Regions from separate parts of the Callithrix jacchus genome. Here region 1 is linked to region 2. A link is a contact called in public Hi-C data. All regions are on one chromosome and are shown on one strand. The core of a region is the stretch at or near the end of the contact, and the rest is flanking DNA. Distances in the headings are between cores, read along the strand shown.

What was found. A called contact is a pair of places that touch in the nucleus more often than the background predicts.
Region 1: a Hi-C map of skeletal muscle shows a contact between it and region 2, with 2.9 times the contacts expected there. The contact joins two enhancer-like sites. A contact is called at or near these places in 2 of 3 Hi-C or Micro-C datasets (both in skeletal muscle).

The regions. Positions count from the first base shown.
Region 1 is chr12:69,631,460-69,634,766 of calJac240_pri, reverse strand. All of the region lies in intron 2 of LOC144578695 (a long non-coding RNA gene), which reads right to left. Among named protein-coding and RNA genes, the nearest start is that of CDK1, 46 kb to the left of the region's middle. Within about 2 kb of position 1,871, at least 1 of the 16 cell types and tissues checked has an H3K27ac peak or open chromatin away from gene starts, as enhancers often do. A contact at or near this core is called in skeletal muscle, where this site is marked.
Region 2 is chr12:69,575,923-69,579,526 of calJac240_pri, reverse strand. RHOBTB1 (Rho related BTB domain containing 1) reads right to left here. Exons shown (of 14, transcript XM_078345874.1): 11 at 1,108-1,258. Among named protein-coding and RNA genes, the nearest start is that of CDK1, 100 kb to the left of the region's middle. Within about 2 kb of position 1,871, at least 1 of the 16 cell types and tissues checked has an H3K27ac peak or open chromatin away from gene starts, as enhancers often do. A contact at or near this core is called in skeletal muscle, where this site is marked.

The DNA of each region.
Region 1 (3,307 bases), core at 622-3,121, 55 kb before region 2:
TCAGCCAGTATGTCTTAGTCACTGTGATAGGCTAATCCCTGGAAATGCAAATGTTACTTTCATGGCATTAATATTCTCGTGTGGAAGAGAGACAATAAACAAATGGATAGATGCACAATCTTCTGTCAGAGGGTGATGCACGCTGTCTACTAAAAATAAAGCAGGTGGCTGAGGCCCAGGGAGCCTGGGAACAGCCAGGGGAACGGTGGGAAATGAATTGGTCAGGCTATGAAGGACTCTGCAGTGGGTGCTCTATGAAAGGGGTAAAGGATTCGTATTTTATTCTAAGTTTGGCTCTGGGAGTTTCCAGTATGCTTGGGAAGTCAGTAGGTTCACCTGTGAGTTGTCCTGGGGGCTGACTGATGTTCCTGTCCTGGTTTAGCCCCTAAGTCACTCTGTGACCTTGGGAGATTTCCTTGACCTCTCTAGATTTTAACATCCTTATCTTGGGTTCAAATAACTATAATTTATATGGTTCTTGCTCTTAAAATACAAAACCAACACTCATAATCCCTTCCTGAACAGGGAGAATGGCTCCTCTGGCCAAGACGATCTTACTCAGGACCACTAGAGGGAGGCCAGTGAGGCTACCTTTGCAGAATTGAAATGTGAAGACTGAAGGCGTGTTGTTAAAAAAAACTCTGGCTCACTTCCATGGTCCACTTCTAATTAGATATAGGGCTAGACTCTAAGCCACACACATTTTCAGCCAACCCTAGAAGGCCTAGGCCCCTTTTCAGTCTCAAAGCAGTCAAGCCACAAGCCACAAGCGATAAGCTTCCAGACCAGAAGAGAGGAATGAAGAGTCACAGATAGAGAGTCTTGTCCCTGAGCCTGGCATCAAGGGCCTACTCAAATTGAGAAGCAGCTCCTGTTAACGTTCCTTGTGAACTGCCCCAACTCCTGATGATTAAAGAGCTAAGATATGACTCAAGTGTCTCTCAATCTTCCAAGAGTAATTTTATAATTTATCTTTTCCCTCTGGGTTCAATGTTAGAAGCTGGTAAAACATCCTCTTTCCCCCACATCAAAGTGGAAACAAAATAATTTGGAATTCATGTAATGAAAACCTCAATTTCAGGGATCTAAAGGCCCTTTTAAGAAAAATCACAAGAAAGGAGGTAAATTCTGGAGGCACTTTTAGCACTTATGATTAATGCAATATAAGAATATAATAATAACCATTAAGAGAATTTTCTTTTTCCTCCACTTCGTCCTTCGAACACCTTTTAATGCCTAAATTAAAAAACTGAAGAGGGTGGGGTTTCTAGAAATGTATTCATTCAGTAAACTTCAAAAAAACCAATCTACCTCCTTATTTTGACATAATGTCTAACAAAAGTTTAACAACTAATACAAATAATTCCTGAATAACCTTCTTCCAGATTCCAAATACAAACATTTTGTTTGCTCTTCTCTCTTCTCACTCTCTCATATTGCTTTCTGAACCATTAGAGACTGAACTGCAAAAGTTACAATTCCTCCCGTTTAGTGTGTATTTCCTAAAAACAGGAACACTGTTACATCACTGCTGTACAATGATTAAAATCAAGAAATTAATGTTAAAACATGTACAATCTACAGACTTTATTCTGATTTTTCCAATTGCCATATGTGTATGTGTGTGAATAAAATTTAATTTTTTTAACCTAGTAAAAAAGTGCGTGGATAATATGTGGCATTCAGTCGTTATGTCTCTTTAGTCTCCTTTAAACTGCTTTTGCTTTGTCTGTCTTGACATTGACACTTTTGGAAAGTATAAGCAAAATATCTGGTAGAATGTCTCTCCATTCAGGTTTGTCTAATGTTTCTTCATGATTAGATTCAGAGTATGCATTTTTGTTAGCAACACCATGGAAAGGATGCTGTGTCTTCTTATTACCTCGCATCAGGAATAGTGTTGATTTGCCCAATCACTTGATGTGTGACTAGACCTGAGATACGCTCTAAAGGTAAAATATATACCAGATTTTGAGGCTTTTATTTGCAAAAAATGTAAATATCTCATTTATAATTTTTATAATTGATTAATGTTGAAGGAATAACTTTTCAGATATATTGAATTACATAAAACATTATTTAAAATGGAGCTATTAGCAATTTTAAAGTTACAAATGTGGTTTGCATTAGATTTCTGTTGGGCAGCGGCTTGTATTATATTTCTCTTGGGCAGAACTATAAATAAATACACAGTTGAAATAAAATACTGATTATAAAACAAGGCCAAGCATAGCAGTGGTAATAATGCATTCATTACAAACCAAGGATTATTTTTCAACTGATTTCATGCATCTGAGGTAAAGGGTGAAAAATAACTTTGTTTAAGTAGTGTGGTAAAGCTTATTTAAATCATTGACAAAGATAGAGATTGCTAAGGGAACACAGAGGAGGGCACCCACCCAGTCTTGGTTGGTCACAGAAGGCTTCTGCAAGAAAGGGATGTGTTAGTTGCAACTGAAGGAAAATTAGAGATTTTTTATGGAGATGAAGTCTCGCTCTGTCACCCAAGCTGGAGTACAGTGGTGTGATCTCAGCTCACTGCAACCTTTACCTCCTGGTTCAAACGATTCTTCTGCCTCAGCTTCCCAAGTAGCTGGGACTACAGGTATGCATCACCACGCCAAGATAATTTTGTATTTATCATAGAGATGAGGTTTCACCATGTTGGCCACGCTGGTCTCCTGATTTGAAGTGATTCTTCCACCTCAGCTTCCCGAAGTGCCAGGATTACAGGCATGAGCCACCACTCCCAGTAGGAAAATTAGAAATTCTTCAGGAGAATTAGGTGCAAGCAGAGAGATAGGAGGAGAGTACTTCAGGGAGACGGAACAGAATCTGCAAAGTTTTAGTCATTGTTCCATAGCTCACTTGGAGAACTCCAAAATTTATAGGGGCTTGTTGTGATACTATTACATCACCACCTGCAGCTATTTACGTAAAGTTCTGTTTTCCCTGAGGCACTTGTACATAAAAGAGAAGATTTATTTTACTTTCCTGTTTTTCTCAAAAGAATCATGAATTTAAAAGTAGATATTTAAAAATCTGGGAAACATCTTGGGCTTGTAGCAAGAGATACTTTGCAATTACTATTTAGTTTTACCAGACACACACAGGGTTTTGCTTATCTGAATCTTGCCAAAAATTCAACCTTTTGCTCCAGAATAGTAACAACTTGACTCCATAATGCAGAGAGCTACACATGACTCTCAGCAAGAGGGAAAGTGAAAAAATAAGTCTGCAAAGGCATAAAAATGATATTAATTCTGCAGTGACCTCACATGAGTGTTATGGTTAATGCCTAGCTGAG
Region 2 (3,604 bases), core at 622-3,121:
TGGGGAGGAAGTAGGGTAAAGAGAGGACTTTGATCTCCAGGTGGTTGTGTGTAGAAACCTGGAGGACAGAGAAATTAATCTTTTTTTTTTTTTTCCAAAGACTTTGCCAGAAAGTCAAGTGCAGATAGGACTGGTTGGTTTGTTCATATATTCATCTTCATTCATTCAATTGTTTAGCAAATATTTATCAAAAGCTAATATGCTCAGGCACTCAGAAGAAAGGCCAGTGAACAAGACAGTCTTTTATCTCTGCTTTGATGGTTAGTAGGAATCAAGTAAACATAATGATAAACACCCAGCAATCCGGCTGAAGATCTGAATTCAAGAGAAAGGCATTTAAGTACATATATCCTATAGAGCCTGCTTCCCAACTGAACAAATCTAGAAATGATACATAAGATTTTGTGAAGTTAAGCCAAGTTTCCCTTTTTTGTCTTTCTCCCAAAATGAACTTGACAATGTCAGAACATTTTCTAAAATAGCTTTAAGAAAACCACTTACATAATGCTACTATGCGCCAGACGCTGTTCTAAGGACTTTATATTTTAACTCATTTAATCTTCATCACAGCTCTATGGCTGAATAATATTAGCCCCATTTTAAAGAGTGAGAAAGATGAGACACAGAGCTAAGGTTACAGGACAAAGTCAGCTGGTCAGTAAATGGTAGAGCCAGGGTTTGATCTTAGGCAATCTGGCTCTGTCATCTGTGCTCCTAAACAGGGCATCTATTGCCTTCTTCTTAAAGACTGTGTCTGGGCACTTACTATGGAGATAATGTTGATAAAATAGTTTTGTTTCAAACTCGGGGTGCACAAATGACTCAGCATGCATAGAGCATGTGCCTCAAGGGCAGGAGTCATGCATTACTCTCCTTCATGATTGTATCACCTAACCGGGCCCACCACAGAGGGGGTGCTTAAGAAATATTTGTTGAATTGAATTGGGCTGTCTGATACAATCTGATTAGTTCATATCATTCTCTACAAGACAGTCCTATTTGGGGTGATAAAAAACCAATTTTTAATCCCTGGAAGTCTTATTTTTATTTAAATGTGATTTTGATAAATATGAGAGACACTGCATGGCCCTGAGTCATCAGCCTTACCTGCAAGCGCAACCAAGTGTGGCAGGCAAAATCTGTTTGCCAAGGCAATTAATTCCAGCGGGTCCAGGTCCAAGTTAGGAGACAACTGCTTGGTATAGAGATAATCCAATACTGCTTGCATTGATATCTTGTTTATGTGCGGGAGATACACCTGAAATATTAAACAAAAAGCTAAATTCTGCTGCAGAAAGCAGGGAGTGGGCACATTTTCAGGCAATGCTGCTTATAAATATCCTAACTGTGTGATTTGCGATTGGTGAGTCTTGGACACCTGCTTTGAGGCTGTGCATAGGAATCCTTCTGTATTTATGACTCTAAATATAATGCTTTGATTTGCAGATGACAAAAGAGTGGAGCTGCCTGACACAGCCTGATGTGGAATTTTTAAATAACTATTTGGACTTATAAATCAGACAAATGGGCTGGAAATGTATGACGACATGAGGGGCCCTCATGCTGAGCACCTTATAATACTCTATTGTGGGGAAAGAAATCTCCTAGCAACATGACAGGTGTTGGGGGGAGCTGCAAACCACACTGTTTCTGACACGATGGAGCCTAGCTCTCCAAGACGTCAAAACGGGAGGAGCCGCCACCCTAGCTGCCACAGTGACCAGCTTGATTTCCACATTCTGTTGGCAGGTGCACAATACATTACAACCTACTACACAATGTATACACTTCATTGTTTTTTCCTACAACCACCTGGATTCAGAACTACTGGAACATTAACGGTTATCAGTAGATTCAGAGAATTCAAAGGAGTCCTTGCTTGGGACTTCCAGGGGAGTAAGACTGGGTACAGGGGAACTGTGCTCTGTAGGATTCCCACAGTTTCACTCCTGAGTGCCTGTAGTTGTCCATATAAATGCATGCTAGAGTTTGCTAGAGAGCCAGGGACTGCCTGGGAGGTGGAGTGCTGGATAGGTGGGCATGGATCTACGGAGATGTACACTGTGTACAGTTACTCTTTATTTTAGGTCTCTCACTCCATGAGACAGGCCCTGGAGTAGTTCAGAAGGGTACCACTTGGTTTACAATTGTAATGTTGACAATTATTAACCTTATTAATGTTGACAAACATTAACCTTAATTGAAGGCATCCTACGTACCAGGCACTGCGCCAAGGTTTCCACACACATTCTTCACTCTGATGCTTATATCTACCCTAGAGAGAAGAGGCTTACTTTTGCCATTTTACAGAAAAGACAATGGAGGTTCAAGGAGGTTAATTTAAATCTCGTGTCCAAGGTCACATAGCTAGGAAGTAGTGTCTGGGATTTAAACCCAGGGAGTATGATGTGGAAGTATATGTTCAGAATTGCTGTGCGGTGCAGGAAACTTTGAATGCCAAGGTAGCAAAGGTTTGCGTTACAGAACAATGAAGCATCATATTTTATTAATGGTTTTTGAGAACTCTACTTCAAAAAATGAACAATTATGAACTTCTTTTTCTTTCTTTTTTATTTTAAATTTTTGAGACAGGGTTTAACTCTGTTTCCCAGGGTGAACTGCAGTGGTTTGATGATAGCCTGGGCCTGCGTCCAAGCAATCCTTCCACCTCCATCTCCCTAGTAGCTGGGACTACAGACAGTGCCTCCATGCTGGCTAATTTATTTTATTTTATTAAATTTTTTTTTTGTATAGAGACAGAGGTCTTGCTATGCTACTCAGACTGGTCTCAAACTCCTGGCTTCAAGTGGTCCTCCTGTCTTGGCTTCCCAAAGTGCTGGGATTAAAGGCATGAGCCACTGTGCCTGGCCAGTTATAAACTTTTTTAATTCTAGTACTTAATAAACCTCTATACAACATATAAAGATATACATCTTTATAACATGATTACATCTATATATTGTATATGATTGCACCTCTCTCTCCATTTACATGCACGTGTGCATGCGCATGCACACATACACATACACACTCAGGCACATGCGCAGAGTCAGCCCTCTATATCTGTGGGTTCCACATCTGCGGATTCAACCAACTGTAGATCAAAAATACTTGAAAAAAAAAAGGCACGATTGCTTCTGTACTGAACATGTATAGAGTTTTTTCTTGTCATTATTCCCTAAGCAATACAGTAAAACAACTACTTACATACCATTTGCATTGTATTAGGTATTAGAAATACTCTAGAGATAATTTAAAGTATACAGGAGGATGTATATAGATCTATGCAAATACAATGCCATTTTATATGAGGAACTTAAGCATTCATGGATTTGGGTGTCTGAGTGGAGGGTGGGGTCCTGGAACCAATCCCTCACAGATATTGAGGTGTGTGTGTGTGTGTGTGTGTGTGTGTGTGTGTGTGAGAGAGAGAGAGAGAGAGAGAGAGAGAGAGAGAGAGAGAGAGAGAGAGAGAGAGAATATGTATGTATATGTATAATGGCACATTCTTTAAGATGCTTATGGCTTATGCATTCTGGCAGTATGGGTCCAGAATTGTTAAACTATAGAAACCTTCTTTATTATTCTCCTCTGTAGCTACCAG